2 separate regions of the Gossypium hirsutum genome follow, and region 2 is linked to region 1. The links are chromatin contacts, called in public Hi-C maps. All regions are on one chromosome and are shown on one strand. Each heading gives the region's core, a stretch centred on a gene start, on an enhancer-like site or on the middle of the called end of the contact. The rest is flanking DNA. Distances are from core to core; before and after follow the strand shown.

What was found. Hi-C and Micro-C count contacts between places; a contact is called where the count stands out from the background.
Region 2: a contact with region 1 is called in a Hi-C map of leaf, with 2.4 times the contacts expected there. The contact joins the promoter of LOC107946544 here to the promoter of LOC107946629 in region 1. A contact is called at or near these places in 7 of 34 Hi-C or Micro-C datasets (hypocotyl, leaf and petal).

Annotation. Positions count from the first base shown.
Region 1 is chrA08:40,544,543-40,548,045 of Gossypium_hirsutum_v2.1, forward strand. It overlaps LOC107946629, which reads right to left and starts at 1,688. Exons shown (of 1, transcript XM_016881041.2): 1 at 507-1,688. The coding sequence starts at 1,491. The coding sequence ends at 868.
Region 2 is chrA08:40,785,913-40,789,925 of Gossypium_hirsutum_v2.1, forward strand. It overlaps LOC107946544, which reads right to left and starts at 1,345. Exons shown (of 9, transcript XM_016880933.2): 1 at 1,027-1,345; 2 at 738-949; 3 at 190-371; 4 at 1-97. The coding sequence starts at 1,144.

The sequences.
Region 1 (3,503 bases), core at 438-2,937:
AGTTTCAATTTCAATGAAATTATATGTTTTTTCTCTTCTCTTGTCATTTAATTCCCCTATTAATATGATCCTTAACATTTGTAATTAATTAGCTTTTTTTCTCTTAAAAGGGTCCAATGTTCTGTATGTTCAAGGGGGTTATCTTCTACTTCCAGGCCTAAAATTCGGTCAAATTATCCAGTATAAACAAATAAATACCGCCAACCATTTCGTCCAATTCCGATACCTGCATCATAAACAAGTGAAGAATATTAAAATCAAATTAGACTTAAAGAAAATAATAAATAAAGGAACCGGAATTTTTAAAAATAAATTACTGCAAATATTTGAAAACGGTGGACGGCAAGATGAAAATAAAACAAACGGAAGAAACTGCTGGAACGGAAAACGGGAAAAAATCTATGACGAAATAGTAAAGGAACTGCAATCGAATGGAACGGTGTTTGCAGAGCTAATCCAACGGAAGAAACAAAAATTATAACGAATCAATGTGGAGATCTGGAATGGAATTTTTGAATAAGAGTTAATTTGATTGGATTGAATTAGATTAGTGATTTTTGGAGAGATTTTAAAAGTTTGTTTTTAGTCCAAAAGCTCCTCAAATTTGCCATTGGCTGCAATATGAGTGTATTTACACCAACAAACTATATGATAATTTCTTCCTCGAATTTTAAGGTTTCGGTCAGCGGGACAATACTAGCTCAAATCCGTCCGAATCCTTCGTCCAAAATCTCCAACATCGTCGCAGGAAACTGACTTCACAGCCACCGACCGCGGCGTTACTCCGAAGCTCGATCTCAGATCACCGGAAAATCTCGGAGACGACCTAAAAGCGTTAAAAGATTACACAAACCGCATACGAAACCCTCATAAGTTTTCGGCTTTTGACATCACGGATAGCCGGCTAGGCCTAGGATGGAAAGCTTCACGGCGACGCTGCTGGTGAGAGGAAGGTCTAATCAAAGCCGACAAAGCTCTCTTAACCAGATCTCCTTCGACACCACCGATTCTCACGAGCGAGTTCGTCATCGCAGATCTACGCGCGTTAAGCCGATTACTCGGCGCGTAACCTGTCCCGGCATGCGAAGTATTGAAGCTCTTATGAAGACTGCAACGGAACGATCCCGGATGCGTTGTAGGTGAACACATGCAAGTCCGCTTCGTCTGTTTGCTCTGTAAATTCTTCAACGCCTCAGTGGTTCTCCGGACGGTGGTGATTGAACGGTTCGGTGAGATCGGACGGTTGTCGAGCGAGAACCGCACAGATGACGCTGATGAAGAGTTTCTGTGCAGGTTAACACGTGGTGGAGAAGTAGATCTTGGTTGATTGAAGAAAGTTGAACGTGAAGAGAAACCTGAACTGGAATAGGCAAAAGCGGAGGAAGAAGAAGATGGAGAGTGTGACTGTGAAGCGTAGAAAGAAGTAAACCGGGAAGATGGGGAATGAGATCGGAGAACCGGACCACTAGACCTTCTAGAAGAAGCCGCCATTTTTTATTAAGCTGTTACAGAAGAGAATAGATGTGTTATTTTAATTTCTAAAAAGTAGTGTTTGGCTGTTTAGTTGGGCAAACCTAGCTTCACTCGAGCCATGTATTCATAGGGTGGGGGGGGATTGGGATTCTAAATTCTTGGCTTTTGAGCTTCTGCCCCTAAACTTTTCTTTATTTATTTTCAATCCGCTTTCATTATTATTACTGCTCTTTGTGGCTCACACGTCATTGTTTTCCTCTCATTTTCGCATTCATGACTTTTCTTTTAAAAAAAACCAATTTGTTTCTACTAAATACGCTATATAATTATTAAATAATAACTGATTCTAAATTTAGATTTAAGAGAGATCATGCAGATAGAGTTTAGCTTAAACCTTTTTTTCTAACATATAAATTATGAGTTATGGGTAGAAATATGCGTTATAAAAAAATATATTATTTTAATGCATAAATATATATCATAAATTAACATTTTGATTAGGATTTGAAATTAAAAAAAATGAATTTAAGCATCAAAATAGTATATGCAAGTATTTCAGTATTTTGTTTGGTAAAACGCGTGTAAATTAACTCACATTCATTTTCCTCAATCATTTTCTAAAAATCTATAAATCATTTTATATTTTCATCTACAAATCCTATCTCACGTGTATTTGTGTAGAAATCATAAATATAAAACTATTTAAAAATAACATAGATAATGAAACATATGGTTTCAAATTAATTAATAATAACACATGAAATATGTACGTTATTAAAATTAAAAAATTAAATTAAATTATTTATCATTTAAGTTGATGTCGAGTTAACTTATAATATCAACTCGATCAAATATATTATTAATATATAAAACAAATTGAGGTGATAAACTATACACAATAAAATTAAAATATATCAAAATATCAAAATTTAATTTTATTTGAGTAGTAAATTAAAAGTTTTACTAGTGTAATTGACATGAGTTTAAATTTAACTATATGCATATAATTTTTCTTATTTTTATTTAGTTTTTTAAAGTGAAAATTTAAAATACTCTCGAATAATATTAATTATTTTAATTACGAAATAATATTAACATACCTTCCTAATTAAATTAATAATTTAATTAAGAATAACACTAATTCAATCAAAAATTTTATTAATAATATATATTCATATAATTATAGTTTTAGTAAAATTCACATGTAAAATTATATTAAAACTTAATTAATATTGCCGATATATATGAGTGGGGAGTAAATGAGAAATGAGAAATGAGAAAGTGGAAGGAGGGACAGGTAGAGCAGAGTTAAAGACGTAAGAGCTGACCAGAGTAGGGATAGAGTTGGGGTTGGGGTTGGGTTAGGTGGGGGGTTAAGAAGCAAATGGTTTTTGCAAATTGGAATTCCAATTCAACCAACGGATTGAGAAAAAGCTATGGGCACCGTCCGAGTGTGTCACTCACCACCAACACTACCATTATTACAATTTAATTTCAAATAGAATAAACGGAAACAGACCGTTTTCATCGGTTAAACCTGACAGCTTTATGTGGATCATGGTTTATATATAAGCTTTTTTATTAGACTAATACAAAAAAATTATTATCGAAATAAAAGACTTGAACCAAGAGCAAATCCTCATCTGAGGTTACCATATGAGGTATTAATGAGCAATGTTAGATTTTTTTGGGGACTGGTGTTGATGCATTAGGTATAATAATGTGAGACATAAATCATATCCTGAGTTCACGATTTGAGGCTTTTTTTCGTAGCAAGTGAGCGGGAAATCTCTATTGCTTAGGGGATCCAAATTGTTCTTTGAAGTAGTGATTTGGGGTAAAGATTCTCTGTTCCCCTACCATACAGAACACTAATTCATTCCGAGAATTCCGGGCTTAACATTACTTTTTGTATAAAAAAGAATGGGAGAAATGATTCAAACAACATTAAAAACTCCCCACATTTTAGCCAAAAACATTTAAAAAAAAATCCCACTTTGTAAAAAAACCACCATTTGTGAAGAATTGCT
Region 2 (4,013 bases), core at 95-2,594, 240 kb after region 1:
AGCAGTGAGATCTGCCTTACTAACCGCATAATCCAGTGTGTCTGTTGTACAGCCATGAAATTTTCCCTGACCAGTGTACAGCACAACACACCCGGCACTGTAATATGAAGTTATATATGGAGTGAGCAATTTTACGGTTATTCAAAACATACATATCTCAAAAGTTTAGCACGAAAAGAGTGTCGGTACATTGCAGCAATGGTGAAGAGTATGAGGAAAATAAGGGATAGCGCATAAGCTGTCCGAGAGTAGCCATAAGAATTTAGTTGACAGCAGCAATGACGGATGCATATGATGAACAAGCATAGTGCGAATATCACAAACCAGACTGCAGCAATGACAAAGAAAGGAGCCGCCGTAAAACCCACAGACTGCATTATCAGACATGAAAACTTTATAAGTTTTCTAAGTACCAGCGACTGGCAAGATAATTTGATTCATTGAGATTGACATAACAGAAAAAAGAAAACAGAACCGAATCGATGATCAGGGAAGAACCTAAGGGAAAAACAGGATTACGGAGAATAAAGTGTTCTTAATAAGCATCAAAACCAATCACAAACACATAAAGGTATGAAATTTCTAGGAAAAATCATACGAATATCAAATAAAACTGTGGAAATTAAAGGACTACATACACCAAACACAATCAAACCAGCCAACAACATATAAAATTCATGATTCCAGGCTGCATGCATCAATTTATCAAAAAAAAGTGAACAAGGGAAGAAACTGACAGCCCAGTAGTGTTCATTGCTGATATTCCAGCCACCAGTGTACTTGTGAAAATCATTAAGAGGGTCTCTCCTGTAAGTCCTTTTTTCAGCCAAAATCAAAGACGAGTTGTTGTCTCCTTCACTTCCCTCTACAAGGTTCCTCCTTTCTATCTTCCTCCATGCTAACACTTCACTCTGCTCTCTCTCCCCAAACACAAAACTTTTACAATACCCTATAAAAAAATGATTTCAATAAAAAAAACCCAGAAATAAAAACCAAAACTTTCATTGAAATAATAAAAATCAGTACCTGAAATATTCAAAGTCTGGACATTTAAAGCTTGAGAACCTATTTCACGTCCAAAAAGAAACAAAGAAAAAAATAAAAGAAAAAACAATGCATAAGGGTTTGATCTGAAACATAACATTATGTATTTTTATTTTTATTTTTCCTTTCTGTGTTTCTTTGGGGGTTCAATATTCTTAAGAATGTTTTTGAATGTTTATGAGAGAGAGAGAGAGAGGGGGGGAAGATAAAAGAGAGTTAATTGCAATATTAAGAGGTTGATGCAATCTATTACATGAAGAAGCTAACCTTACGGTGAGGGAAAAAAATATGATTTATTTATGTTTTATATAACTTGGTAGGTCCCTTTATATATTGTCTGTATCTTTTTATTTTTACCGAAATACCCTTCTAATTAAACTTGAAGGTGAAGCTGTGAAGCCTGAAGTTGCTTTTTCATATTAATTTTCCTTTTATTATAAGTTAATTAAAGGATGCTTTTTGCTGAGTCAGTTGTTTTGCTTTGCTTTTGGGCATTATTTTTATTCTTGAGCAAGTTATCCTATTTTACTCCAAAATAATTAATATATTTGTGCTTTCAAAATATTTGTTGGGATGATTTAGTTAAGGGAATTACTTACTTAAGTTTTATTTTGATGAATAATAATAATAAAAATAATTTATGGGTCATCTCGCTACCATACCTTCTAATTCCTATGTTGGTAAATTTCTTTAATATCACTCCTTTGCCCTTTTAACAAAATAAAGAATGTAAAACCTTTTATTGAATGAACAGAGAATGTTTCTCTTTTTGAAAAATAGACTCTGCACAATCAAAGTTAATAAAAAGGCATTTTAAGTTTTTGACTTTTTTGCAATAATCTTGTGACATTTTTCAAATTTATTAAAATTTACCCAACCTAACTACCCATCAATGCCCTACCCATTATAACATTACACATCACCAACAAATATTTACTTGTTTACCTCTTTATAACCAAAGGATTAGTCATTATTTTACCTAATTAGTTGTTTATTTCTTTAAAACATATTTGTAGCAAAAGAAAAGCATGTGCTGATTAAATTTGTTAAACCTTGATTTAAACCACCACAGGGTGTACTCCATTATATATTATGCTTAAGAGACTCCACCTCATGCCCGTTAAAATATTATTAAGAGATTCTTATTTTTGTACAAAAGCCAAAACCAACAAACAAGAAAAGGCCACAGAGATACCAAAACCTTTGCCATTTCTATTTTACTCGTTCTCAATCCTATATGATTTTTTATAAATTAAAAATAAAGAATACATAATATATAAATTAATATTTAAAATAAATATTTTTATAAATAAAAAAATTGGAAATAATATATTAGTAATATTAAATTAAAATTTAAAAAATAAAACAACATACATTTATTATAATAATTATTGATCATAAGTACAAAAGATATTTACATTAATTTGATTAGAGATGAAATATATTTACATTAAACTAATAAACATTAAAAAGTTTATTGAGATCTTATATGGTAAATCCTTTTTACATTTTTTAAAATAAAAAGAAAATATAAAAAAGTACTTGTTTCGCACATAATAAATAATTTATAAAAAAAGTTAATTAAAGTTATCTTACATATCTATCTCATGCTCTTCAGTGTCATTGTTGTTCGAATATTTAATTTTGAGATATTGGTGCTAGTAATGGATGTTATTTATGGATGCAAATTCAAATTCAAATTCAAAAATATATATATATAACTCTAAAACTAAATAATTAATAATTATAAAGGCAAAATCAATTTGTCTATTATATATTTAAACTCTTATTTAAGTTATAACTTTATTTTATTATGTTAATAAATATGGAAATAAAAAAAGTTTACTTATAAAAAATTAGAAATAATTTTGAATTTTAAAATAATATTTTAACCATTATTATTAATTATTTTTATCTTATTGATAATAAATATGTTTAAATTTTTATTTAAGTTATAACTCGTTTTTAAATTTAATAAATTTATCATAATTTACTTTTAAATAGAATTATAATTAATAATTTTAAATTAAATTATGGATATTTTTAAATATAAATTTAATAGTATGATAAAAAAATAAATGATATTCTCATCAAGTCAAATATAAGTTATATTATATTATATTATTATAAATTATTCCATTCTCCATATGGACCACCATAGATTTTTGGGGCACATGGCTTTTAAACGAAGCGTGTTTAGCTGTCTCAAACGAATATTTATTATTTTAATGCTGGTCATAACAATTAATTAAATTTGATTATTAATCATAGATTTTTTAAAAAAAAAGAAAATAAAGAATATTACTTTAATCGAGGCCATTATATTTATTTCATAAAAGGAATATTGCTTTAATATGATAAATTTAATTTTTAATGTTTATATCTTTTGTTAATTTTATTTTTATTATTTTTAATTAAATTTAGCTTCAATTTTTAAAAAAAAGTTGTTTAATGAAAATATTTACTAAAATATTAAATTTTTAAATATATTGATAAAATGTATAATTTATATATTTTTTAAATAATTTTATAATTTTATAATTATTTATTAGCATAATATATAAAACAAACAATATCATATTAGTAGTACACATAAATTATCATGTAAATTGTCATCATGTAAATTGTCATGTCAAAATTATTTAGAATTTAATATTGTAAACAATATTTTTATTTAAAATAACAGTAAAATTTAAATTAATAAATATTAAAAGATAAATTAATTATTTTGATTAATCAATTTCACTGTACAAACGTTACTTTCTATGTTATTTTGGAAGTAATCAAACATTCAGAAATGTGTATAGCCTCTCCATTTCCCACATATTCTTTGATATATATATTTTTGGCTCGGTTTTATTTTTATATTGACTAGAATTTGAAGTTGGGAATATTGATGTGAGAGCTGACATGATCGGTTTTACACTTGTAGCTTCATCCTTGGAGAATTGTGTTCACATCTTCAAAAG